Linked DNA regions of Mus musculus: all the other regions are linked to region 1. Evidence: chromatin contacts called from public HiChIP or PLAC-seq and promoter capture Hi-C data. All regions are on one chromosome and are shown on one strand. Each heading gives the region's core, a stretch centred on a gene start, on an enhancer-like site or on the middle of the called end of the contact. The rest is flanking DNA. Distances are from core to core; before and after follow the strand shown. Region 1 holds the start of Plin4 (perilipin 4). Region 2 overlaps Kdm4b (lysine (K)-specific demethylase 4B). Region 3 holds the start of Kdm4b (lysine (K)-specific demethylase 4B).

Region 1 (4,675 bases), core at 901-3,400:
AAGTGGACCTCAGCAGGTCACTTTCAACCTCATAGGAGAATCTCCCTCCCTTATGATCCTGTCCTTACCCCCAAAGTTGATACATGAGGCTGAGGCAGGAGGATTGAGAGTCTGAGTTCAGTTTGAGCTGCCTTATCAAGATTGTCTCAAAAACAAACAAACAAACAAACAAACAAACAAGGAAAAGAAAGGTGGCTGGAGGAAGACCTGGTGCCCACATCATCTACCTGGGGGCTCAGAACTCCTAGAATCAAATGCTTTTGGCTGGTGTCCAGAGACTCAATTGCTTTGCTGTTTGTGGTCCTGAATAAATATGTTTGATGTGGTCTGAGGTAGGTTTTGGAACTTGGGTGCTGGGAATTTTCAGGGTGTGACTTTAGGGATGTAGGGATGGAGTTTTGAGCCAGCATTCAGGGATGGTATATTTCTTAATGAGCTACAGGGAGAAGCTTAGGTTAAACTTCGAATACACGTAAGTGGAAGCCATTCTTACTTTAGTATAAATTAGCTCTTAGAACCTCTTGGGAGCAGCAGAGGAATGGGGGACCCCATGGGGTGGCTTTTCTTCTCTCTCCTCACTGGACCATTAGTGAGGGGCTGTGGAAGACAGAGAGAGGCAGGGCAAAGGCCAGGATGGGTCCCACGGGGTCCTCCTGACCTCTCACCACATTCTTGGCCACCCTCTGACTCTCAGGTCTGGGCAGTGTGTTGGGAAACCACTGTCTAGCATGATGAGGTCAGGGCAGCCCCAGAGCCTGATCTAGATGGCATTTCTGGGCATCCAGAACCCCCATAATTCCCTGGTGCTCAAAGCAGTGTCTTGGAACAGGCACAACCCTCCTCCAGGCCCACTACCACCTCCTCCAGGGAGCTTAGTGAATTGTGGGGGGCAGGTGGGAGCTGGCAGCACAAGAGGGAGCCAGATGCAGTGCTCCCTCCCACCCACCCCAACCCCTCAGGAGCAATAGCTGGGAGCACCCTCTTCTGCTCCAGAACTGTCACCTAACACACCCAAGATTCCAAGGAAACAAACCAGGGACCCCGGACCCCCGCCTGAAACCTCTTCCCCTAGTTTAGCAGTGGCAGAGTTAATTGCTCCATCGCTGAGGCTGGCATCTCTGTCCCAGGAGTACAAGCCTGGAACAGAGCCCAGGGCAGGAATGGCAGTCACTGTGCCCAGTCACTTCACCGATGGCCTGCTTGGCATACAGGGAGTTCAGGGGCTGTCTGAATCCTGCCTGTGGGGCCTCAGGCCCAGGATGCTCCCTCCTGACACACACACACACACACAGAGAAAGAGAGAGAGATTGAGAGAGAGAGAGATTGAGAGAGAGAGAGAGAGATTGAGATTACACCAGATTGGGTTCTCACACTTCAGTCCAAGTTCCTTTCAGTAGAGGGACATACTACTGCCCTCCACAAGACACACACTCTTCTCTTGGAAACCCTGTTTCTGCCCAGGGAATGCTAAGGTACTATTTGTTGAGTGACTACTGATCACATACGACCTCATTTCAAACTCTCATACACCTTCACTTGTCCCCATTTAGACAAATGTTTCCTAAGTGTCTTATGTGTGCCAGGCACTATCCTGGGCACACTATATAAACAGGATGACAGAGGTAAGGCTGTGTGAGAATCTAGAGAAAGGTGTAGCAGGCAGGGGTGTGGCCTGTGCAAAGGACCTGGGGCAGAGGACGAAGCTGTGTGAAGGCTGTGGGTGAGAAAGGGTCCTGAGTGTTGGAGGAGGTACCTGTGACTGGAATACTCCAAGCCAGGGAGCTGGGGCAGAGTGGGAGGAGGGAGGCAAGGAAGCCAGCTGATAAGTCTAGAAGGTAAAACTGAGACCCACAGGTGGTGCCTGGTAAGAAAGGCATCCCATCTCAGAAAAGTAGAGGCAGAGAGTGGGAGGTCCCTTGGGATGCATGACCGGCCTGTTAGTCACTGGGCCTTCAACAGGCACCATAAACAGAGGCTGCTTGGCCCACAGTGGAGAGCAGGGGAAAGGTGCTGGGTTGGGTCCACACCGCCTGTGCGGGCAGGCATGTGACACCCCCCCCCTCCCTGCTCTCTGGCCGCCTGCCTGGGCCAGCCAGGCCCACACCCTCCCCAGACCCTATAAGGCTTGGGGATTGGGCGCCCAGACGCTGCCAGCAGCGGTCCTGCTCTGAGGGACCCTTTACCCTGACTGGTCCAGGTGACTCGAGCTGCTGTGTCACCCAGAGACTGCCACCTCCAGGTGGGTGAAGGGGGTGTTGGTGGGAGTCAGGGTGGGGATGAAACAGAAGGGCCTCTCCAGCACTTAGCACTTTTTTCTCCTTTCTAGCCCCACAGGCTGCCATCATGTCAGCTTCAGGAGATGGGACCAGGGTCCCCCCCAAATCCAAAGGCAAGGTAAGAGAACAGAGGGCTACTCTGCCAGGGACCCTGGGAAGGCAACCCCAGTGTCCACTTACCTCACCCCTACTCACCCCACACAGACCTTGAGCAGTTTCTTTGGGTCCCTGCCTGGCTTCAGCTCTGCCCGGAACCTGGTGTCCCACACTCACAGCTCCACCTCCACAAAGGACTTACAAACAGCAACAGACCCCTCGGGGACTCCTGCCCCCTCATCTAAAGGTGAGTGGCACAAGAGAAGTGGGGACTGAGTGGCCTGGCAGAGCAACTGCCTGGGAAGGAGCTTCAGCAACTCTGGTGACCTTGTATCTATGTAATCTCCTTAGATAAGGAAACTGAGGTGGAGATACTAGGCGATATAGCCAGGGGAACGGGGCGTTTAAACCCTGCCAAGGCCCCTCTGCTGTTTGCACTGGATACTAGGCTGGACGTTGTTCTTGTCTGAGCTTGTCAAGGGTACTCGGAGAGGGCCAGCAGCTGCCCTGGGGTAACACAGCATTCTGAGGTTCAACTGGGGTGCCTGCAGCAGGCTATTTCCTTGAAGGCCACATATGTGTAACGGGCAGCTGGTGACCATGGCAGGGCTGCCAAGGCAGGGTGGTACCACTCGCCCACTGCAAGCTCTGTGGGCACCAAGTGTGCAGGGTGGGTGTCCAGCACCCAGAGTCCAGCACAGAATGTCCTCTCGCAGCTGCAGGGGCCTGCGTCACATGGGCAAGGGCCACCCTTGGCAGTGAGCGGGAAGGGAGGCTGGGCCTGGCTCCTGCTGTCCCTTGCCAGCAGCTGGGACATTCCTATCCTTTAGGGACAGGCTTGGTAATTGCACAACAGCAACAGGCTCTAGCCAGAGGCCTGTCCCTCATTCCCTGTCTGTCTCTGTCTCTGCAGTGTCCACCAACTCACAGATGGCAGGGGATGCAGCAGGGCTGCTCCAACCTTCTGAACAGGTGAGCTGGTTTGGAAGACCTTGGACAGGAAACCTGGGCTTCTCTGGGAGGTTCTACTTCCTTTCACGAGGTAGGGTTACCAGTACATTCTCTACCTTGGGCCTCAGTTTTCACATCTGGGAAATGGGCACAACCTTTCAGCAATCCTATGGGCTCTGTGCTCAGCACTTGCTTTCCCCTGCCCCTGGGACACAGAGACTGTGCCCCAAAACACCACACAAATCAAAGTTCTCAGAGGGCCAGCAATGGTGTGACCACACCCTGTAGACTCAAATCAAATCACAACCTTGGCAGCCAGGATCACCTATTTTGGCTACAATTAAGCATCCATTGAATCCCTTTCATTTTCCCTCCTGACCTTGAAGGAAATGGGGTTTGCTTGTATCTGATAGAGTCTCATGTGCCCAGGTTGGCCTGTACTTCATTATATAGCTGAGGCTGACCTTGAGCATCTGATCCTTCTGCCTCAACCTCCCAAATGCTGGATTGACAGGTGTGTGCATGCCTCTGCACTACAGTACCAGCCCCAGCAGGCGTGGGTATATTTTCTAGGCAGGCTTTGGGGGAGGGGTGACACCTTACATCACTCAAAGGTAGGGAAGAGCTGGGGACTCAAGCACAGCCAATGTAGAAAGCACAGTGAGCACTCAGGCACTGTGGGATGCAATGCTGGCCCAGCTTCCACCGACTCAGTGCCCACAGTTCCTCTGTTGGGACAACTTTAGAGTCTGCAGGTCTGTTCAAAGTCCCCTGGGGAAGTAGCATCTAGGGAGAGCTGCTCAGTGGCAACACATCTGTGTCACCCCAGCAAGTCCTTCTTGGCTACATGAGACCCTGTATCAAGCAGCCAAGTGACAACAGAGAGCAGCCTCTGACCCTGTGGTCCCTTGGCAATAGTTTGAGCTGTCAAAGCCCAGCAGTCACTGATGGGGTCTCATACTAACTATATAGCCCAGGCAGACATGCAACAATCCTGCCTCAGCTTCCTAAGTGCTGGGCTGATCACATGTCCAGCTAGAAGGGAATCATTTTAGTGAGATTGTATGCTCTGTCCTGGGTTCCCAGACATTACCCTACAGCTGGATGAGGCTAGGGTGTTTGGTCAGGGTAGGTGCAGAGAAAGATCTCAGGGACTCAGAGGACTGGGTGCATAGAAGATATGGACAGCATAGAGGGACTTTTGTGGGTGTTGACCTCTGCCTTTCCTCATTAGACAGCTGGAGACAAGGACATGGGAAGTTTCAGTGTGACCAGCAGTGAAGATGCCTTCTCTGGGGTGTTTGGCATCATGGATGCTGCAAAAGGAATGGTCCAGGGTGGACTGGGTGCTA
Region 2 (4,675 bases), core at 1,555-4,054, 250 kb before region 1:
GCCAGAATGGGAGAGGCTGCTCCCAGGATGGAGACTATTGAGCCACTGGCTTTATCTCTAATGGATCGTTTTCTGGGACAATGGGCGGTAGAATTTGGTGTCACACACCAGCGGTGTCAATGGCTTCTAGTAATGACATTTTTATTGAAACACACAGGGGATCAAGAGAGCTAGCTTGGAGAACACAGAGCCTCAGAGATAGGAGGACCAACCACCCACAGGGAAGCTGGTGGTATGGGGAAGAACAGTGTCTGGGTAGCCGGGGAGGGGTGGATGGATATCTGTGACTGTCACATCTCCCTGGGGACCCAGGGAAGAGGTTAGACACTGTCACATTTGTGTCCAACAATCTCAGATGAGGCAGAGGCTGCATGCTCAGATGAGGTGTGGGGCCCCACCCCCACCCCACCCCCACCCCCACCCCCACCCCCATGGATTTTTAGTGAAGGACAAAGACCAAAACTTAAATGTCACCTACTCTGCACTGCCCAAAGTCTGGGAAAGGTTCACAGGAGAGAATCCGAGAGGCAGGTCCTGGTGATGGTGCAGAGCTAGTAAGGGCCTAGTGGTGGACATGAGTGGGGTACAGAAAAGGCACCATTTTGGACTTGGAGCTGTGGACATGCAGAGGCTTCCAATACCCTGGACCATGTCCCAGACAACAGGAGTCCTGTACACAGCCATCAGCCTGGACTCACAGTCTGATGCAGTAACCCTGTGTCAGTGGTCTCCTAAGCCAGGCTCAGGATTCTGCCCAATCACTGTGTTCAAACTTAAAAACAAAGAATTAGGGGCAGGTCCTCTGAGAACAAGGAGGGGGGCTGCTCAGAACAAAGAGAATATGGGTGGAGACAGGAGACACTTCCAGGACCTATGTGCTATACACTGTGGCCTGCATGGTAGGCAGCATGGACAGCAGGCCTGTGGTCACCCAGGTCTCTCTGAGGTCTGTCCACCTGAAAGAGGTGTGACCTATATGTGGACATCCCAAAAGTCACCAGCAGGTGACTGAGCCTGAGACAGCCTGCAAAGGTGAATTCCCAACAGGAAGTATGCCAATCAAGCTTTTACATATGGTTGGAGAGAAGACTGAACCGTTTATACAAAGTTCAGCAATGGCCTTTCCCAGGCCACGCAGCCCAGGGACATGGAGTGTATGGAGTTCAAAGACAAATGGGGTAGCTCAAGTCCTCAAGCCAGGACAGCAGCACTGTGTGCAGAGAGGGCAATGGGACTTCAAGGGCTCCTGCAGAGCACAGCAGTTCACCGCACACATGGAGAGTACACATGAACACACACCTAGGCCCCCATCCTTCGTTCCACAGTAAGAAAGAGGGGGTTCCATGGCCTACCGGGAGCCTGCAAAGAATTCAGTGGCTCAGGGATAAAGAGATGGCCCAGTAGTTAAGAGCACTGGCTAATCTTCCAAAGTACCTAGATTCAATTCCCAGCACCCATATGACAGCTCACTCCAGTTCCAGGGATTGGACAGACACATATGCAGGCAAAACACCAATGCACATAAAATAAAAATAAGTCATTATTAAAAACTCATTGGGGTGAGTCTGGCCTCATCAGGAGATGGCCCCTCCAAGGTCAGGGCTGCAGAAAGCAAGGGTGTTCCCACACAGCCTGAAGGCAAGGGGCTACTGTAGGCTGCCTAGAGAGCCCAAAGGGTTCATACACTCCACTTCTGAGCCACAGAGCCCCAGGCACACAGATACCACAGAGCCCACGCTCCATCTGTGATTCCTCTCCAGGAAGAAGGAAAGGAACCAGGCACCCTGAAAAAGAGACAGTGTTGGGTCCAACTGTCGGCCTAGCACAGGGCCACCCTGCTTCTTCCTCTCTTGACTTCTCTGAGAATTAAAACATTTAATTTTAGAGTTTATTTCACCTCAAAGTACAGTGTGGCAGACATTAAAGAATGCCCTGCTGGGAGAGAATACCCAGGAGACGACCTGAGCCACACAGTCAAGGTCAGCATTAGCATGGCCAGTCTGTGATGGAGGGACCACAGACACTATACTCCACATCACCAAGGCCAGCGAGCAAGAAGGAAAGTGGGAAGTCAGATAACAGGCTGCCCAGAGGAGCTAGGAGGACTGTGTAAGACACTGAAAACTCTGCATAGCGCATGGTCCACTCCTGGGAAAGCTGCAGTGCTGGCTCACCATAGACAGATCCACCTGCACTATCAGGTAAAAGAGGGAGGAACAGGAAGAGGGAGGAAGAGGACAGAGACAAGGAGGAAGAGGACAAAGAGGAGGAAGAAGACAGAAAGTAAAAGAAGTAGACAGAGAGAGGAAGAGGAAGACAAAAAGGGAGGGGAGGGGGCAGGGAGAGGAAGACAGAGGAGAGAGGAAGAAAGGAGAGAAGAAAGGAGACAGAGAGGGGGAGGAAAAGGGTGGTGGAAGGGAGAGGAATCCCCAACCAAAAAAAGTAGGCCATATAAAAACCAAAGAGAAAGAGCTACGGGCCACCACCCCAGCTCACCGTTTGGCTCAAGAGCCCAACTCAGCTCCAATTCCCCAAGTCTGTGGGGTGGGGAGGGGCTCCTCACAAACTGCTGCAGGCTAACAGCCCTGATTCAGGCAAAGAATACAGAAGGCTTCCTGCTCAGCATTGCTTACAGAGCTCTGCAGCCCAGAAGCAAACTCTTTAAGTGAAGACAGAAAGGCAGGGGAGAGTCAAGTGGGACCCTGTATGAGCCCCAACATGCAAATGGTGTGCTGGCTGCTCTGACCCTCAGATCCTGGGAACACAGCTGCGAGGCAGGGCCTGCCACAGCCAAGTCTTCGGCAGGCCTGGTTGTGGAAAGGACAAAGCAGGACGGCTCATCGAGCTAATGGGCACAGGCTGTGACTCAGAGCTGCACCCTGCCGTGTGCACCAGATTCCCTGAAATTGCCCGTCATCATCAGAGCATCGTGGTGGCTAATGACACAGGGCTCATCTTGCATGCCAGGGGCCCAATGCCCCAGTTCAAGCTCAGGCACGTCACAAGCCTCAGTTACTTATCTGGCTGCAGTGGTGGCTGAGATGTACAGCAGTCTCAACAAGCGGAAGGCCAGAACCATGGCATTAGGGTGACAGAGCAGCTGTGGCCAGAGTGAGGCCAAGGGCCCAATGACAAGGCAGCAAGGGGTACTGGGCCAGGAATAACACAATTGTCCCTTGCTAGCTTCTGTGTGTCTGGACCAAGTGGTTGCGATGGCTGGAGAGCCAAGCCCCACAGGACAGAGCTTTGAGTCCAGCTGGAGAATGCCCCTGGCTGGCTCTCAATCACCTTACATTTGGGGTCTCCTGGCTTCTAGTCCTGAGGGAGGGAACACACAGTAGCCTGTGGACTGACTTCACATGCTTGCAATGTCGGAGACAACATAGGTCAGGGGACATGGAGTGATTGCATCCTTGGGACAGAGGCCAAGGCCATCATTGAGATGTGGACTGGGTAGAGAAAGATCCTGCCACAGCCATACTTGGTGCATTAGCAACACAGCCACAGAGCCTGTTGTTAGGCTCTACAGCACAGGGCAGCTACCTGGGACAAATGTCACCCTTGGAGGAGGTTCCTTCTATAGAGAGCTCTGCAATCTCATAAACCCCAAGGACAACTGAGGACAAGCACCATGGCCAGGTGCTCTAGAGAGGACAGAGTGGCAGTGCAGGGACCATGAAGAAGTCCCCCATCCCCACTCCCACCCCCCCAGTGGTGATGTCCCCACACCAAGAGACCATCACAGTCACTGGCTTCAGGTCAGAGCAGGGACAGCAGCAGCTCACAGACTTGCACACATCAGTTCAACTCAGACATTGTGGGGCATCTGCCTTTCCAAAGCACTGCAGGGAATACTTGGCACATGGAAAGCATCCACCTCCCAGGTGTCTACCACACAGTAGAGGCAGGACAAGGGAGGGACCAGCAATGTGAGCCAGATAAGAGACAACCACTCCAAGCTGCGCTGCCTCCTGCTGGCTTCATCATCAGAGGGATCTGGCAGCTCAGCTGACAACTGGAAGGAACCACCCTCACAGGTGCAGAGAGTTAGGGTAGGGCACAAGAACCATCTTTGCTCCCTCAGTATGGGGGCTGCAAGGCACTCAGAAGCCAGTGCCATACCAGCTGATAGAGATCCAAGCCAGGGCAGCTCTCCAGCAGATCCAGCCGTCCTTTGGGGTCTTAGAGGGCAATTGATGTAGGCTACCTTCCCTAGGCTAGGCTAAAGGGTCTGACTAACCATAGTGGTCATAGCAGATTACACAGGGTGGAGGGGGAAGCACGACTGGGAGACCTTCAAATACAGGCCTCCTCATTTCCCATACAAGGCACTGTCCTTGGAAGCCTTATAACAGCTGTACAGTGTGCCCACTCCTCCAGAGACCCCAGTGCAAGAACAGCTTTCTATAGAGAGCATGAGAGCCCACCGCTCCTTCAAGTGCCACCTGCAGGGGCAGCTTCTGGAAGACTAGACAGAACCTGCCCAGGGCAGCACACACCCCCACCTTCAGATTCCTTGACCCTCAAATCACACCAGTCAAAGCTGCAACAGATGCAGAGAACCTTCAGAAAATACTGCAACCTGCAGATATCCTCATGTATCCAAAACCCAGTATGGTGCTGAACCAGAACACAAAACATAGACTGGACTAGAGGATCTGATGGAGGAGGGGTT
Region 3 (4,675 bases), core at 1,343-3,842, 220 kb before region 1:
AGAGGGAGTCAGGATGCTGCACAGAGCAGGAAAGGCACCTGCTGAGGGAGGGATGTCAATCCAGACCTCTGGGATTCCACCATAGCCTGAACTCCAAGTATGGTGAGCAGAGCCCAGTCCCTGCCCCCCATGGGCCCTGCAGTGACAGGTCTCTCCAGAGGCAGGCCATCTGCTATAGTCTACTCCCTGTCCCCTGTTCCCAGGAGGCTTTGGCAGACTGGTGGCTCTAAATCTTGCTTCTGGAGCAAGTGACAAGCCCAAGGCCACCAGGCCCTGAACCCTCCACCCCACCTCCAGTTCCAGAGACAACCATCAGGAAGTACATCACAGCCCACACCTCTACACCACAAGCGTGAGCACACACGCATGCACTCGAATACCCAAGCACCTCACTGTCTTATGGATACTGGGCTAGCCAGATCAGCCTCTTCCCAGCACTCCCAAGGAGCCCCAGGCCCCTGAGTGATCTGACAGCTTGTTGACTCCCCACAGGTGTCAGGTAGCACAGGGACAGATGGCTACCTAGTGCTGGGGCTCCCAGGACAATGTGAGAAGGGGCCCAGCAGAGGTGGGAAGCAAGAACAGAAAGTCTAAGTAAGGGCTGGGCAGGCAGGGAAAACAGAGGGGCCCCTGGGGCAGGGAAGGAGACAGGCTACAGGCTACAGACAAATATCTACAAGACTGTAACTGAGTCTCCAGATACAAAGTGTACTATGATATCTCCTCAGCAGCCCTCTCCCCGGGAGGAAAGGATTAGAAAATCATTTGTCAATCAGACCTATACAATCCCAGCTTAGAACACACACATTCACAGGTGCGCCTGGATATGCACAGGTACATGGAGCACCTGGCACAAGGACATTTCCACCCCAAACATCAAAACACCCCATGACAGTCAGGCTTCCTGCCCTCCTAGGGAGAGGATGAAAAGTTTGACTGGAGTCTTGCATAGGGACCCTACAAGTTTAGATACAGAACACCCACAAGGCTTGGGGAAAAAAGGAAGGGAAGAAGAAAGCTGACTACAGCTAGAGCAGGGTGGGAAGAAAAGGTTGGCCCAGTCTGGAGACACGCCCTTTTGGTGACTCTGAAGGCAGCAATTACTGGAGAATTAAAGAGAGTGATTAGCCCTTTCCTGGTAGTGGTAGGAGCCCCTGAAGACCCACGTAATGAACCCATTTTGAGGCAGGAGCTGTTTGGGGAACAGTGCAGTCTCCAGCCTGGGGACTGTCAGATACACAACTAATGGGACACAGAGACATCCCGGACCCCCCAACCTTCTGCAACCAAGATCCTCAGCGCCTATGAAGGTGCTGGCACCAGGCTGCAGGCTGAGCAAATCCCACTTGGTTACAGGGAAAGATACACTCTTTCTTTTTGCTTTTTGAAACATACCGGATCCATCCTCTCCATAGTTGAAAAAAACTAGCAACTACTCCGGCAAGACACTTCCCCAGGTGTTAATTATTAAAGCGATGCCATCCTCCGCCCCGCCCCCCCCCCTTTCAGACAGATGGGACAAGGAACCGCGATGCCCGAACCGTAATGGCCAAACCGCACCAGTTACAGCATCAAATCTGCAAACCTGGAATCCCTTATACTCTCAGCTGGCTGACCGAAACCCCTAACAGAACCCCCAAAACCCCCCAGGATATGGCAGTAGGAAAGCCACCCCCAGCTGTCCCCAGCTTTGCCAAGCTTCCCTGTCTGCCGGGATGCCCTGGACTAGTGTGCACGCGGAAAACTGCACATTTCATGGCTTACAGAAAGAAGGGAGCTGGAAAGCAAAGAGACCAGGGTACAGAAGCGAGGTGGAAAGGCTGCCATTGCAATAGCAGATACGTGTACTATTTATTTTCATTTTTAAAATGCAGATTATATGGTGATTTACAGATTCTGGACATGCGGGGGTCAAGTTTGCAAGGCCATGATGGGTGAGTGTTTGGAGGGGACAGCTCCAAACCAAAGGGAACCAAAATGCAAGCGGCGGGGAGCAGGGACTTGGAGTGGGTTTTTTATTTTTAAGGATTTGGGGTTGTTGAAGGGATGGCTGGACCGGGCCACCCACGCTGTCATCTTTTGTGCCCTGGAAAGGGGACGCGGCGCCCCGCCCCCGCCCCGCCTTTGTCCGGCCCCATCGTCAACCCCCCCCACCCACCCCCAAAAAAACACACCCTCCTTTCCCAGGCACACAATCGTTTTGTCGATCAACAAACAGCAGCTTCGCCCGAACGGACAAAAGCGCGGCGTACTCCGCCGCCCTGAGGAGCCGAGTAGGCCGCAGCCAAAGCCTCGGCCTGGAGTGCGCGCGGCGGCCCAAGGTGCGGCGTGGGGGCAGGCATGGCGGCCGCGCGGCCCCCCAAAGGGGCCTGGAAGCTGCTGAGCGCCGCCACGGATCGCACACTCACTCACCTGGCGCAACGCGCGGCCCGGGCCGCAGACAGCAGGCTGAGCGGCGCGTGCCCGGCCGTCTCGCGTCGCCCCCGCCGGCCCTCACTCGCTCGCCCCGGCCACTGGGCTCCGAGCTTCGCCCGGTCTCTTTGCTCCTTCGATGGTTCGCTCGCTCGCGGCCGAGCCCTCAGCAAGAGCCCGGGGCGGGGAGGCGAAGCTTCAGAGGGGCGGGGCGACGGCTCCTACTCGGCCGCCATTGGGCATTCAGCCCACGCCCGCACGCTGATTGGTGGCGGCTGACAGCTCCACCCCTCCCCTCATCAACACCGAGCGGCCCCGCCCTCCGCGACCTGGGGCGGGAGCAGGCACTCGATTTCTTCCCTTCATTGGTCCAACCCCGAGGACGTGCCGGCACCCACTCACGTGCCTAGTGACCGGCTCAGCTTTCAGTGGGTACGAAGCATGCCCGTCAAGATGCACACAGCCAATCCGGCTGCGGTCGGGTGTAGGATAGCCCCGAGCTCACGCAGATTGACAAGCGCGTTCTCAGACTTTACTGAGACAAACGCGGATTGGTGTTTGGTACCGGTCTCTGGGTGCCGAATGGTTGCGACTGAATGTCAATCGCTGTCTTGCTGCTCCAGACTCCACCCTGTGATCGGGCGGCTGCTGAGTACGTGATTTCCTGCACAACATCAGCTCTGGGTCCGGAGACAGTGGTTCGAAACCCAGTAGTTCTAGATCTAGAGTCAGAATTTGAGCCCAGCTTTGCAAAAGGCCGAACTAGGGTAAGAGGATCTCAAAAGCGTTCCATATTGCCCTCCCCAAACGTTCATGAGTTCCCTAAAACGTGCGCGACTTGGTCCACCCCACCCCCCACCTTGAACTGATAGCTGTACCCATGGAAAGCGTTGCAATAACTCAGTGGAAGAGGATTCAATTATCTACTTCTCAAAATGTCCTAGGTCCTACTCTCTAGCTCAGCGTATTGCAAATTGGAGGCCTGGGCACCCAAATTCCAGCTACAGGTGTCCAAGCCCCTGCTCCACACAATTGTTTCCATCTCTTCATTGTGCGATGTGAAGGGAACAGCATCACCACACCAGTCACCCTGCACTCAAGAGCATTTAGTTAAGGTCTGATATCATCCCCATCAATATGCATTTATAATTTTAAATTTTTATTATTTTGTATATATGTGTGGTATATACCTCTACAGGTCAGAGGGCAACTCTGGAGTTTGTCATCTGGGTTGTTAGGCTTCACTGCAAGCTCTTTTATCCAGAGCCTGCTTTGCAAACTACCATTACGGCTTCTATACTTGAGCAAGCAGAGGTGACAACATTCCTGTTTTATGGGGTAGACTAGAAATCCTTCTACTTTAATATCTAACATCTGGAAAGTACCCTCCTTAGAGCAGGTTCTTTGTGCACCCAAGATATTTGTTCTACCCCCCTAGTCTGTTGCTAATTCACTAACTCTCAAGGTTACACATAAATTATTCCAAGCTAGACGAGTCTTGAATTGTTTCCATTGCTCTTCATTGTGCAATGTAAAGAGAACAGCCATCACCCACGCCAGTCACCATGTACTCAGAATTTGGACTACACCATCATCTTTAGTTACATTGAGCTGGAGGCCAGCCAGGGCAACTACATAAGACCCTGTCTCAGGTGAAACAGCTCAGTAAACTTGCCTTCTAGCCAGATGACTTGTGTGACCCACAGGGTGGAGGAAGAGTCCTTTGTCCTTCGGACCTCCACAGGTGGCACATGTCTACCTGTGCAAGTGCACACATACAAGTACACACACACAAACACACTCCAATGTCTATCAGTCCTGTTAGCACTCAGTGCCTGGAAGCAATTGTTTTCTATCCTTCAGGATGTCTGTACTATTCTGTGCTCAGAAACAGAATCCCATGTGGTCATTGCCACCACATTTTCCAGAGCAGGTGACCTGTGTGAAGGACAGGTAGATTTTTAAATTTAGGAGTGGATTTTTTTTTTTTTTTTTTTTTTTTTTTTTTTTGGTTTTTCGAGACAGGGTTTCTCTGTATATAGCCCTGGCTGTCCTGGAGCTCACTTTGTAGACCAGGCTGGCCTCGAATTCAGAAATCCGGCTGCCTCTGCCTCCCAAGTGCTGGGATTAAAGGCGTGCACCACCACGCCCGGCAGGAGTGGATTTTGTTAAGTTTGCTCTGCTCTCAGGACTGTCTACACAGTGGCATAGACACTTGCCTTGAGCTGGAGAGATGGCATAATGGTTAAGATTGTATACTGCT

Evidence for each region. Promoter capture Hi-C pulls out the DNA fragments that hold promoters and counts their contacts. HiChIP or PLAC-seq counts read pairs in DNA pulled down with a chosen protein or histone mark.
Region 2: an HNF4G HiChIP or PLAC-seq map of pancreatic cancer cells shows a contact between it and region 1. The contact joins the enhancer-like site here to the promoter of Plin4 in region 1. A contact is called at or near these places in 10 of 39 promoter capture datasets (the C10 cell line, HPC-7-derived erythroid cells, cranial neural crest and 4 more), 2 of 15 datasets of contacts at CTCF or cohesin (embryonic stem cells and large pre-B cells), 1 of 484 Hi-C or Micro-C datasets (embryonic stem cells), 1 of 115 datasets of contacts at active chromatin or transcription factors (pancreatic cancer cells) and 3 of 9 other capture datasets (embryonic stem cells, liver and pancreatic islet).
Region 3: a contact with region 1 is called in a promoter capture Hi-C map of pre-B cells. The contact joins the promoter of Kdm4b here to the promoter of Plin4 in region 1. A contact is called at or near these places in 10 of 39 promoter capture datasets (the C10 cell line, the HPC-7 cell line, cranial neural crest and 5 more), 2 of 484 Hi-C or Micro-C datasets (the G1E-ER4 cell line and embryonic stem cells), 7 of 115 datasets of contacts at active chromatin or transcription factors (bone marrow-derived macrophages, embryonic stem cells, fetal liver and 3 more) and 3 of 9 other capture datasets (adipose tissue, liver and pancreatic islet).

Annotation. Positions count from the first base shown.
Region 1 is chr17:56,107,257-56,111,931 of GRCm38.p6, reverse strand. It overlaps Plin4 (perilipin 4), which reads left to right and starts at 2,150. Exons shown (of 8, transcript NM_001372234.1): 1 at 2,150-2,239; 2 at 2,327-2,394; 3 at 2,481-2,619; 4 at 3,286-3,344; 5 at 4,558-4,675. The coding sequence starts at 2,344. It overlaps Plin5 (perilipin 5), which reads left to right. Exons shown (of 8, transcript NM_001077348.1): 8 at 1-331.
Region 2 is chr17:56,358,805-56,363,479 of GRCm38.p6, reverse strand. The region is part of intron 5 of Kdm4b (lysine (K)-specific demethylase 4B); the gene reads right to left. Among named protein-coding and RNA genes, the nearest start is that of Gm32715, 28 kb to the left of the region's middle. Within about 2 kb of position 2,804, at least 77 of the 459 cell types and tissues checked have an H3K27ac peak or open chromatin away from gene starts, as enhancers often do. A contact at or near this core is called in hippocampal neurons, pancreatic cancer cells and pancreatic islet, where this site is marked.
Region 3 is chr17:56,323,967-56,328,641 of GRCm38.p6, reverse strand. Kdm4b (lysine (K)-specific demethylase 4B) reads right to left here and starts at 2,592. Exons shown (of 23, transcript NM_172132.3): 1 at 2,413-2,592.